Regions from separate parts of the Rattus norvegicus genome. Here region 1 is linked to region 2. Evidence: chromatin contacts called from public Hi-C data. All regions are on one chromosome and are shown on one strand. The core of a region is the stretch at or near the end of the contact, and the rest is flanking DNA. Distances in the headings are between cores, read along the strand shown.

The links. A called contact is a pair of places that touch in the nucleus more often than the background predicts.
Region 1: a contact with region 2 is called in a Hi-C map of liver, with 3 times the contacts expected there. The contact joins the enhancer-like site here to the promoter of Cbll1 in region 2. A contact is called at or near these places in 4 of 12 Hi-C or Micro-C datasets (Schwann cells, kidney, liver and 1 more).

Annotation. Positions count from the first base shown.
Region 1 is chr6:54,269,090-54,275,835 of GRCr8, reverse strand. It overlaps Hbp1 (HMG-box transcription factor 1), which reads left to right. Exons shown (of 11, transcript NM_013221.2): 2 at 1,155-1,338; 3 at 5,439-5,667. It also overlaps the pseudogene LOC134479361. Among named protein-coding and RNA genes, the nearest start is that of Hbp1, 11 kb to the left of the region's middle. Within about 2 kb of position 4,280, at least 2 of the 93 cell types and tissues checked have an H3K27ac peak or open chromatin away from gene starts, as enhancers often do.
Region 2 is chr6:53,809,757-53,815,769 of GRCr8, reverse strand. It overlaps Cbll1 (Cbl proto-oncogene like 1), which reads left to right and starts at 2,985. Exons shown (of 6, transcript NM_001399563.1): 1 at 2,985-3,019. The coding sequence starts at 3,007. LOC102555378 (a long non-coding RNA gene) reads right to left here and starts at 2,833. Exons shown (of 4, transcript XR_001838366.2): 1 at 2,696-2,833.

The sequences.
Region 1 (6,746 bases), core at 3,031-5,530, 460 kb before region 2:
TTGATTTGAAGGTAGTTTTAGTAATTTTTTAGCTAAATTTACTATAGTTTTTTCTTTAATGCAACTTTCTGGAAATAATAGTTAATATAGAATGCACCTCCCTCCTTTTTTTTTTTTTTTTTTTTTTTTTTTTGGGAGACATGGCTTCTCTGTAGCCCTAGCTGTTCTGGAGTTTTGTAGACCAGGCTGGCCTCAGAGATCCACCTGCCTCTTTTCCTGAATGTTGAGACAAAAGGTGTATGCTACCTTGCCTGGCTTAGAATGACATACCTTTTTTTTTTCATGGCTAAGTCCCAAATCTGAAGAAAATTTAAAAGCATTTTAATTTATTATTATTATTATTTTTTTTTTTTGGTTCTTTTTTTTTGGTTCTTTTTTTTCGGAGCTGGGGACTGAACCCAGGGCCTTGCGCTTCCTAGGCAAGCGCTCTACCACTGAGCTAAATCCCCAACCCCAGCATTTTAATTTCTTATAAGAAGTATAATATACTATTGTAAGATTCAGAAACTCTTAAATGTTCATAGAATATAATTTTAAGTATGTTAAAATTGCTCAGTTTCACAATATGAGGAAACAAAAACAAGACTTTAAAAGTAGAAGAATTGGATTATTCCTTGGGGTTTGTTGGTTGGTTGGTTTTTTTGTTTTTGTTTTTTTCTTTTTTTCCCTTTCCTTTTTAAAGACAGGGTCTCACTATACATGGTTGGCCTGGAATTTATTAAGTTAAGCATACTGACCTTGAACTCAGAAATCTGCCTGCCTCTTCCCATTGAGTTTTGGAATTAAAGGTGTGTGTCACTACCCCCAGATCCTTGAGCCTTTTTTCCTTCAGGGAAGTTGGTTGGGCTTAATTTTCTTTTGATTTCTGAAATATGAATTGTTAGTCCTAGTACTTGTATATGAAGAGTTACTAGTTCAGAAAAATGAAAGCATGTATAATTCTGTTAACTATAAGGGGGAAAGATTCTGAATTAACAATGTTAATCCTATGAGATTTGTGTATGGTTCAGTTTGAGCACAGTTGTGCAGTTTTCCTGGAGGAGTTGACAAAATAAAGTGGCAGTGTGTGGTTAATTTGAATCATAGTGCTGACCTACTGACTGACTTTATATTCGCACTGTGCAGATCACATGACACTGTCTTTTCATTTCCAGTCGGAGCACCATAATATGGTGTGGGAAGTGAAGACGAACCAGAGGCCTCATGCAGTACAGAGACTCCTGCTGGTGATGGACGAGAGAGCTACAGGAGTGAGTGACTCATTGGAGTTGCTGCAGTGTAATGAGAATGTGCCGTCCTCTCCAGGATACAACTCCTGTGATGAGCACATGGAGCTTGGTAAGCAAAATGAAGTTATTTAAAATTCTCACTTAGACTCAGATTAATTGTCTGCCTAAAAAAAGTATGTAAAGAGCTTGTGTAATCGGGCTTTTTAACCCTCTTTCTCTTTTACTGTGTGTGTGTGTAGGTGTAGCATGTGCACACATATCCATACACTGCCCACATGTGAATGCTGTGGAGTCAGGGGTTTGTATTGGATCTTCCTCTGTCACTGTCCACCGTTTGTTCACTCAGTGACCTTAAGAGCTCACCAGCTGAGACTGGCTAGCTAGCAAGATCCCCCAGAGTGCTCTTACTTCACCACCCCACTCCCTTCAGTTGCAGACAGACAGGTCTTGTCCTGCTGTCTAGTTTTTGTGCGAGTGGTAAAGCTCCAAACTCGAGTCCTATTGCTGTTCCGCATCAAGGAGGAAGTCTGAAAAAGTCTGAGGAGGAATACTGAAAACACTGTGAGCTACCTGGGTACTCACAACAGATTTAAAATTTGTTGAAGTAAATAGTTTTATTTTGTGTATCAAGAGCAAACTATTCCATGCTCCCACCTTCTTAGTGAGCTCTCATGACTGCTATGGAAATGATGGTACCCATCAAATCGGAGGATCAGACATTGGTAGTGATTATTTCTGATGCGCTACTCCAGAGAGATGTCAGTAGTGTGTCTAGGTTTACTGAGGAATGATTTGAGTTGAATTGCTTGTACATTACTGTTCTAGAGTAGAGTTAATGAGGGCCTTTGGCTTGCCCAGTTTTTCACCACCCTTTGTAGTTGCCTTAAACGTTCGTAGAAACTGAGAGGGTGTGGCAGTTGACTACTTTGACTTTACAAATAATGGTGGTACTTTGTGGTTGGAATTTGGAGGTCCTAAAGGTGTCAGGACATACTGTATAACTTTAAATACCTTATATTTTCTGGATCCTTATATGTTTTGAGTAGTGGTTACTATTGATCAAGGAGCAATGCTTTTGGCAATGGTTGGTTGTGCATTGTTCTATCAAATGCCCAGAGGAAATCAGGCCAGGGAGTTTGCCCCACCTATCCACCCGGGCTTCATTTAAAAAGTAGTTTATTTTCTGAATCTGGAAACGTTTGTTTCATAATGAAGAAAGGATGCATTTTAAGGCAGGGTGTTGACAGTGAGGTAAGGGAAACAGTTACAGGGGCCTGGAGATTGGCCTTTTGAATGTAGTTGGTGTGCTTTATTACTCCTTTTTTCAATGAAGTGGATACTGTATAGTCGGGACTAAGAATGAGTGGATAGCCTGAGTTACTACTTTTTACTAAGATACTTTAGTTTTAGGGTCTACTCTAGAATGGCTTATGTGGATACTTAGTTGAGCAGGAAAGGTTTGGGGATGTTCGAGGTTTTTTGGTTTTTTTTTGTTTTTTTTCCTGTTGTATTCACTGTCCTGTGGAAAGAAAACATTATAGACTGGCGTCATTAAAAACATGTGGTAATGGGCTGGAGAGATGGCTCAGCGGTTAAGAGCACCCGACAGCTCTTCCAGAGGTTATGAGTTCAATTCCCAGCAACCACATGGTGGCTCACAACCATCTGTAAAGAGATCCGATGCCCTCTTCTGGTGTATCTGAAGACAGCTACAGTGTGTACTTATATATAATAAATAAATAAATCTTAAAAAAAAAAAAAACATGTGGTAAGAATGTAATTGTTGTGGGGAGGGCGGTAATGGGGGGGATGGGGAGGGGAACACTCATATAGAAGGGGGAGGGGGAGGGGTTAGGGGGATAAATAAAAAAACATGTGGTAAAGCATGGTCACTACTACATAGCATAAAGCAAAATCATTAATGTTCACAGAGAGATAGTACAGAACATTTTTATTCTAGAACACACAGCTGAAAAGATTATTTGAGATTAGATTCCACTTTTCCAGTAGAAGATCCAAAGGAGGTGATAGCACAACTTTATGAAGAATTTTTTCTTTTTTCTTTTTTTTTTTTCTGGAGCTGGGGACTGAACCCAGGGCCTTGCGCTTGCTAGGCAAGTGCTCTACCACTGAGCTAAATCCCCAACCCCAAGAATTTTCTTTCAATGGTAATATTTGTAATTTTAAAAGTTTTTCTTTTTTATTTTATCTTACGTGTTTTGCCTAAATATGTCTGTGAACATATTTGCCTAAATATGTTCTTGGTGCCTACAGAAACCACAGGAGGGTATTAGATCTGGGCCTGAAATACAGACCGATCTTACCCTTCATGCAGATGCTTGGAATTGAACCTGGTCCTCTCTGGAAGAGCTGCTGGTTCTCTTAACTGCTGAGTCATCTCCCCAGCCCTTAGAAGAGTTTTTCCTGACTTGAATATTTAAGGGACCCTGCAGATCTGTAGAGCATGTGGATGTGTGTGAGGGCTTTTTCTAGGGGATTCCTGTTACTTTTGTTGGTTTGTTTGGTTTTGTTTTTTGTATTTTCTTGTTTTGAGGCAGGGTCTCTGTTATGTAGCTCTGGTTGTCCTAACTATGCAGACAAGGCTGGCCTGGATCTCAGAGATCCACCTACCTCTGCGTCTTGAGTATTGGTATTAAAAAGCTATGCTACCATTTTGTGAGTGGCAGTGAACAAGCACGCACTACCATGAAGGCGTCGGGCATGCTTCGGGAGTACAAGGTGGTGGGGTGCTGCTTGCCAACCCCAAAATGCCACACACTGCCACTGTGCCGAATGCGAATCTTTGCGCCCAACCATGTGCTGGCCAAGTCCCGCTTCTGGTACTTTGTGTCACAGCTGAAGAAGATGAAGAAGTCATCCAGGGAAATTGTGTCTTGCGGGCAGGTGTTTGAGAAGTCACCCCTGCGTGTGAAGAACTTCAGCATCTGGCTGCGCTATGACTCCAGCAGTGGCACTCACAGCCTGTACTGAGAGTACCAGACCTGAGCATTGCCGGCTCAGCCACACAGTGCTACTGAGACATGGGTGCCCGACACCGTGCCCGTGCGCACTCCATCCAGGTCATGACGGTGGAAGAGAGTGCAGCTGTCAGCAGTTCCACGACTCCAAGATCAAATTCCCGTTGCCCCACCATGTGTTGTGGCGCCAGCACAAACCACACTTCACCACCAAGAGGCCAAACACCTTCTAGACACAGAGACCTACTGAATAAAAGCTTCAGACTGTCAAAACAAAACAAACAAAAAAAAAGCCGATACTACCGTGCCTGGTTTTTTAAAGTCCAGTGAGATTCCTCCCCCCTCCCCATAGCAGCTTTAAAGAATTTCACTATTTTGGGTAGTTTCCTAATGTTTCCTTCGAAGAGCTAGGTTCTGTGATCTACCTTTGGGGCTAGTACACTGGGGAAGAGAGCACTAAATAGAACTGGATTGGGAATACCATCTTTTGCAGTTTTGATCTAGGGTCTTACTGTGTTGTCAGGCTGGCATTGAACCACAATTTTTCTGTATCAGCTTCTTAAATACTGGCTTACAGGCCCGCATAAGCAGGCCCAGCTAAATAAAATAACTGAAAAAAGACTTAACAGAATCCAATTTCGTTGCTTCTTTGTTGTTTTGAGTCAGGGTCTTGTATGCTACAAACTTGGAGCCTGTCAGTGTGAACCTCCAAATACTGGAGTTTTAAGCATGTATCATGATACCTAACTTAACAAAAAGTAGCTGTGTATCAAGTGGTCCTACTGATACCTGATGACACGATCTCTGGACTCACTGCCAGGAGAACCTTCAGTACTGCAGTTACTTATTTAAACAGGTCAGTAAAGGCTGTACACACAACCGCATGTGTACATCAGATGCCCCGTCCTTCCTTAGTCTGTTCATGTAGGAGCATAGCACTGGGAAATAGACTATTCCCACATGAGGTATAGAAAACAAACTGAACCTTGTGTTTAGGTGCTGACCGCTTGTAATTACATGGTTCAGGCAGTGAGTCATTGCTGTATTCACTTCCATTGTGTTTATATCACAGGCTTCCTAGATCCTCATGGACAGGCATTACTTAAATTGAAAAATTTTTATGTCAACAAATTACTGATTTAAATTTAAATTAAATATGTGTATTCCTAACTGAAGTTACTGTATTATTTACTGTAATATTTTTAAAAAATAATCTTGGGCTTATTTCCAGATGACCTTCCTGAACTTCAGGCTGTTCAAAGTGACCCTACCCAATCTGCCATATACCAGCTCAGTTCAGATGTATCTCATCAAGAATATCCAAGACCATCTTGGAGCCAGAATACCTCAGACATACCGGAAAATACTCACCGTGAAGATGAGGTGGACTGGCTAACAGAGTTAGCAAATATTGCCACTAGTCCACAAAGTCCACTAATGCAGTGCTCATTTTATAACAGGTAGGAACATTGATTATGCTTGCATTTCAAATGTGTGTCATTGGGGCCAGCAAGATAGCTCATTGGATAAAGGAGCTTGCACTAAGCCTGAAGGAACAGACCTGCAAGTTGTCCTGTGATTTCATGCATGCTGCCGTGGCTATGCACACACACAGAAATGAAAAAGAAATTTCAACTTAATTTCAAAAAGTTACTGTTTTGAAATCTCTCAATTTTACAGTAATGGCAGTAGCTATTTAATGGATGATTACTTTAATATTTAAAGTCACCGGAACTAGGATGTTTATAATGATTAAAGATGATTTCACTGTTTTGAAAATCAAATAATACTATGAGAAAAATAGCATGAAATATTTGTGTTTAAAAGTCAAATAAATTAAGTGTACAGGATATATTTTTATAAACTTTTAGAAATAATTCTATTTGTTTTAAGAACCATAGTTAAACATTGTATTTTAAACTTTTATCAACTGTGCATTGCTTCATTCTGTTCTATAGTTATTTTCCCAATGTGTGTGTAACCTTGTTTATCTTTGCTAATTCTAAGGTTTGCTAATCTTAAAGTAGGAGTGGTTAAGAGCATGTTTAGAGAACCCAACCCAGGTTTGAGTCGTAGCAGCGACATGGCAGTTTACAACCGCCCTCTGTTAACTGCAGTTCCAGGGGATCTGGTGCCCCTTCTGACCTGCTTGGGCACCTTGCATGCACATGGTGCACTGACTAACAGACATTTAGCAAAGCCCTCATATACATAATGGAAATAAATCTAAAAGTTGAAAAGACCTTAAAGTAGACTCCTACTTATAAAATCACTTAATATAGCTAGACCAAAGGTCAAGAAAATGGCTTAATCTGCAGTGAAACTATGGAAAGTCTCGGTTTGCTTAGGTCTTCCTAGGGAGACCTAAGATATCATTTTACTAAATACGATGGCTTGGAGACATACCCCCATTCTCCCGCTGTTGGAAGAATTAGATTAGTGTATGCTAGTCAAGTAGGAGGCACCCTGGGCTTTGGTATTGGTCCCCAGTTGTACAGTGCTGTGCTACAGCATGATACAAATATGAAAGCCGAGGCAT
Region 2 (6,013 bases), core at 1,736-4,235:
GTGAGGATTGGGAAGGGGAGGAAAACTTATATACCACGGCTTGGAATGGAAAACAGTGTGGAGGTTCCTTTAAAAATGGAATTCCCACATGACCCAGTTATGCCACTTCTGGGACTATGGCTAGATGAATCAGTTAACTTACTATACAGATATCTGCACATTCATTTTACTGTGACAATACTCACTAGCCAACACAGCCAAGGTATCCAGTAACAGATGGGTGATTAAAAAAATGTTCCTTTCACACATAGAACACTATTCAATCATAAGGACAAAGTTATGGAACTTACAGGGAAATGGACAAAACCGGTATTACAAAGCTAAGCATCCCAAAGTCCCTCTTATCCGTGGGATGTAGGGGACATGGTAGTGAGGGAAACTATTAGGGAGGTGGAGGGAAACTGGAAGTGCATACTAGAAAGGGTAGTACCGTCAGAGTACATCATACAGAGAGGGAAATGCCACAAAAACACTCATTAGCTTTACAGCTAATAGAAAATGAAAAGTGAAAGCACCGTGTCGGCTGTATATAATCTAACAGGAACTTAGGAGACCGTCTTGTCACACCGCTCCTGCCCTGATAGAACATGGCAACTCTAATAGATGGGAGAAGAAAGCAGACACAGAAGAAGGAGGGCGTCCATGGCAAGGCCACATTGGATAAACATTCCGGGTTTTACTAAAGCAAGCCCTCGGCAAGTGTTGTTACTTGCCACTCGGGCTGCCTTTGACCTTGCAATCCTCCTGCCTCAGTCTTCCAAGGGCTTTATAAGCATGCTCCACCATGGCAGGATACTCCAGAGGACTTCCTAACAGTATATCATAAAATCCTGCAAAATGTAACAGTCTATAGGTACAATCTAAAGTTCTTTTAAATCCTACTTCTCTAGTATTAAGTCATTATTATTAACCTATAGTTTTTAATCAATCTTACGTTTGATGGAGGTGATGGATAAAAAGCACTTCCTGGGTAAAAACTACCTCCTTGGCAGTCTAAGTTGTTGTATAAAGTGAGGTTTTCAGCACCAGATGTATAAACTGAAGGCATGACCTCTCTGAGGTGTGGTCGAGAGGAAGGTTTTTACTGTAGATATGAGGGAGAGGACAGCATCTGGAAGAGTCCTGAGCAGGGAAAGTGGTAGACCAAACATGGCCAGAGGTTTGGACCTAGCCATGAGAGGAAATAGGGGCAAGAGAGGAAAATGAGAATGAGAGAGGGGAGGGGAGGGGAGAGAAGCTAGGGGGAGGGAAGCCCACAAGCTGAAGTTTAGGGGAGACAGTGGGGTCCACGGGGCTGAAAAGAACCACAGGTATTTGTGATATTGTGATATTGAGAAAGCCTCCTGGAGGCTAGCACCATTCGATGGCATGCTAATAGATACCACAGTTAGCCATTTGTCCCAGTTTCTTTTTTATCAGACAGTTGTTAAATACCCCAGCGTGTCAGCACTATATTTAGAGATTTATCAGAGAAAGGTTAAGCTTCAGTACCTACCCCCTGCCATAATCCTAGCAACTGAAAAATTGTGAAAAACACCCAGTAGTACAGAAATTTACATTTTAACAAGGACAAAACCAAAAGGACATCGACTTAAAAATGTTCTTGAGTGTACCTACAACCTTGTTTGTAAAGGCGCAATGAGTGGGAGTCTTTGAAAAGACCACAATGAAGACAATCACTAAATAACATGTTAAACTATGATCACTGCAGCGTTAGTCACAGTTGTTACTGTGCAACGCACAGAACACATTGCTACACATACTTTATTCAGAATTGAGTACTGTGAAAACATTTTTTTAAAAGAGGCCAATATAATAATGTTTTATTGATCTAGGAACTCTGGCACTGAAAGCGTGAACAACCCAAGGTAACAATGTCGTCACCAAGGGACGACCATAGAGCCCAAATCCCTTGACTCCTAGGCTGATGTTTTCCACTAATTGTGCTCCTTTCTACTCATCTGAGAGCTTCAAGTGTGAAGGGCTGGAGAGGGGAGAAGACCTATTATGAGCCAAATCTAGGTGGGGGGTGCTCTGAAGGTCCTCACCAATCGCCGTTGACACTTGCTTTTGTTTTGGCTGAGCAAGATGAAAGCAGCAACCACAGACCCCAGGGACCAAGAACTGGAACTAGGTACCGCCTGTTTTGGTAACTCTCTTTTCCTCAGTCGGGGCCTGCCCTTTCTCATTTCTTCCCTCTGCCCAAGCCCTAACGCTTTCCCTCCGACTCCATCGGTTCCTATCCTCCCTCCTTCACCTTCTCTGCACACAACTGCCTTGCATCCTCGATGGACCGGGACAACCTGGAACTCCCTACAGCTTTTGCAGGGATTAGAGGCGCCTGGTGTTCTCTAGAGCGAGGGGCTAGTCAGCATTATACACGCATTTCAGTTTGAGAAACTACGGTAAGAGCCAGGGCGAACGCGCGTGTCGAGTGGGCGTTGGGGCTCATCAGGACAAAGCCTGATTAGGCAATAAGAACCTTTCCTCCCTCCCAGCACCTAACTCAGCTTCCCTCGGGCAAGAACGGAGCGCGCGTGTTTACACTTCTCTATACCCAGCGGCGGATCCGGGGGGCATTCCAAACCGTTACTCCGCCCGGTGGGGTGGGACCAGCCTAACGGCTGAGACTGCACTCTGGGTGGACTACAAATCCCAGAAGGCCTCGCGCCGCAGGGGGTGGGCGGCGGCTTACCTGCCTGCCTCGCTTCCCTCTGGTTCCTATTGCTCTCCCACTGCAATAGATATCCTTCCTACAGCTGAGGGCAGCCTCTGGGGAGAATTAGAAGTCTCGGCACCAGAGCCCTCGTGTCCCCTCTCTTCCTGCCTCAGTCCTGCCTATGTGTGACTCCCTCACCAAAGTCGGATGGTGCGGTTAGGAAGGGAAGCCAGTGAGAGCAGTCCCAGCGCACTTCCGCCTCTGCGCTCCGGAAGGTAGGGCGCACGCGCTTGCTGCGACTCCGGAGCGACTCACTTCCGCTCCCACTGTACCCTGCGAGCCGAATCATGGATCACACTGGTAAGGAGGCGGAGGCAGCGGGGGTCCTAGTTTCTTGCCCCCGTGGCTCGTGTGGGACTGGTCGCCCAGCAGGCACAAGAGGCTACGCTCGCCCCAGTGCGCCGGGACGTGGCGGAGAGGAAGCAAGCTCAGGCCCGGTCCCGGACTGGGCCTGCTGCTTCCCGGCCTACCCTCGGAGCGGTGCCTCCATCCTCGAGACCGGCAGCACCGCTTCTTTGGTGCCGCTGAGCTCGTTTCGGAACCCTTCGCAGCGCAGGCTTCTTGGAAAGGGACGGCCCCAGTTTTGTTGTGTTTTTGTTTTTGTTTTTCTCATTCCGGTTGCTTTGCACTTTGTGCTGGGGAAATAGGCGGGTGTTTTCCACTCTCGGAATTGGAGAAGCGTCCGGACTGTGGGCGAGAGTGGGTTGGAGACTTCCTGCTGCTTCTCAGCTTCGGGCGGCTGCTGTAGTGGTCATCTCCTGTGGTTATTGTCTTGTTGGCTTTTCGCGGACTGGTAGTTAGAGAATAAAGGCGGATATAGTTTTCGAACTTATAAGTGGAGCATCTTTTTTCTACCTGAACTCAAAGCATGCCCCGCCCTTCGGCCGTGGTTCTTTCGCATCTTTTGGGGATATATACAGAATTTTTAAGATCAAGATATTTTCATCTTATATTGCGAGTAGCTTCAAACCTCGTTTCTGCTGGCTTCGTTTTCTTGGTTTTAGTTTTAGCGCTTGGCTTTGAGTGCTTCAGACAGTTATATCGCCAAGCAGGAGGAAAGGCTTTTTCTTTAGGAATTGACTGAGATGCGCGCAGTCTTCAAACACCACTTAGTTATGTAATTGCATGCAGATACTTGTAGGCTTGGAGATAGAATGATGGGATAGTAAACAATAGGACTACGTCCTTGTCTTCGAGTTTGCATTCTGTCAAAGGAGGCAGACAGGTTGGTTTCTTTTTTAAAAGCTCCTTATAGATTGTGGTGAGTACTTTAAGAAACAGGTGCTTATGGAGTAAGAAATTTCAGAGAGTACCAGGAAAAGGGCCCCCCCCCCCCACTTTGGAATGGTAGGAAGATATAGAGAAGACCAAATGTCCGTAGCTTAGTTAGTCCTAAGTTGAGAAGGAAAATACAAGTTACCTTTTTCAAGACTTTGAAAATCACGATAAAGAGTTTGAGCGGCTACAAAGCAGCTGAACAAAAGGGAGTATAATATTTTAAAAAATAATTCCTATTCTTCTATATAGAATGGTGGAGAGGAAGAACGGGGGTAAATAAATAATCTATGTGGTGGTTGCATTACCGTAGAGGGAGACCCAGTTAAAGCAAAACTCAGTGGTAGAGCAACTTACCTAGCAGGTCCCCAGCAACGCTGTAGGGGAAGTAGGAGCAGGACTGAGAGAGTAGGCAATTGCCACAAATATTTTGGTGGCGATCCAGCAGCTGCTCATGGGTTTATGGAAGTATGTGAGAGAAATGAGATCCCGCTAGAACTGTGTAAAAGAATTATCCTAGTTTCTAAGTTATTAGCCAAAGGTTGCCTGGAGAGATAAGAACAGTCATTCTAACACGAAAACAATCACTACTGAGCTAGCTAGGTTAAAAAAAAAGTTTCCAGACAGCTCTCCTTTCTGTTTAATGGTAGCTTTTCTAGATTTTAAATCAGTTACAACACAGTCTCCTAGTGCTTCAGTTTCAATTGCTGCACATTTTGAGAAGAAAAAAAATCAAATTAAGTCAAAGACTAAATCAAGAAATGGCAGCTAGTTAGTTGACAGTTTTCTGACTGAGTAGACATCTCAAAATAATGATTTTAATGTCAAAGGATCAAGAGGTCTTTTAAATGGAAGTATTGGAGTAGAATTTTGCCAGAAAGTTTTCAGAATATTTTTAAATGGCAAAGACATTAGTGTTTCTCTGGATTGCAGAAGTGTTAGCAGTGAGCTGAGGGCCCTCTGGGGTGGAAAGAAGCAGCAAAAAAGGTGATGTCCCTGCAGCTCTTCAGGCCAGCTCTGTCCCCATGATCCTACATCTCAGAGGCACCCAGGCCAATAAAGATCCTGCAAACACTTGATTCATTCTTTGGTCATTGTCAGAGATAATCAGTGCTTAGGTAAAAGTAGCCCAATTTTTGTAAAAGACTGCTTCATGCTTTTTGGAGAGATGGACGCTGGGGACCGACCTGAACCCAGAACCTTCCTTCAGTACCTTAGACAGGTTCTATCAGTGAGCTGCATACCTGCCTTCAGTTCCTTGGCTCCTTTTATTCAAGATAAAATATTAAATGTGTTGTTTTTAAAACTATATAATAAAGGTATATTTGCTTTAAACTATTCTTGTTATCCCTTATCCAGATAATTATTACATGCTTTGTGTTTTGTTGTTTTGTTTCTATGTATGGGTGTCCCCACACAAACTTCAGATTTTTGTCACTTAAATCTGTGAGACAAACAGTAGCTTTAGAAACAGGCTCGTGAAAGGGCCAGGCTACTGTTTAAATAATGGAGAACTGTGTTATGTGGGCTGGTTCAAAGGCTGGGCAGGTAAAGTGTGTTGTTTTCATTCACAGAAGTAACACACTAAGAATCCTTGTGATACCTGAAGAGCATCATGTTGGCTATTTCAGTTCTTTGGAAAGTTGAGAATACATTTTGTGCAAGGGGAAAAAAGTATCTGTCATAGATCTGTATAGATCTATGTAGGTATTTCTATATGGGTGAGCAAATGCAGTGGAGACTGCTGAAATACATGAAAGACATTCCATTTTAGTGGAGTCTTGAAGATTGATCAAGTTGGCTTTATTATAATTCAAGGTTGTAGCCATTCATCTAATCATCTATGAAAGATTTTGAGAGGAGTTAGTTGCTATAAGAGTAGAAAGTAAATAGAAGATATTTAATCATTGAGACCCATTTTAAATTTTATTTTGTTCATACAAAAGGCAAATGGGTATGAATTTAATTGATTGGTATTGCTTATAGTTGTAGAAGTCATTAGTACTAGCAGACTACTTT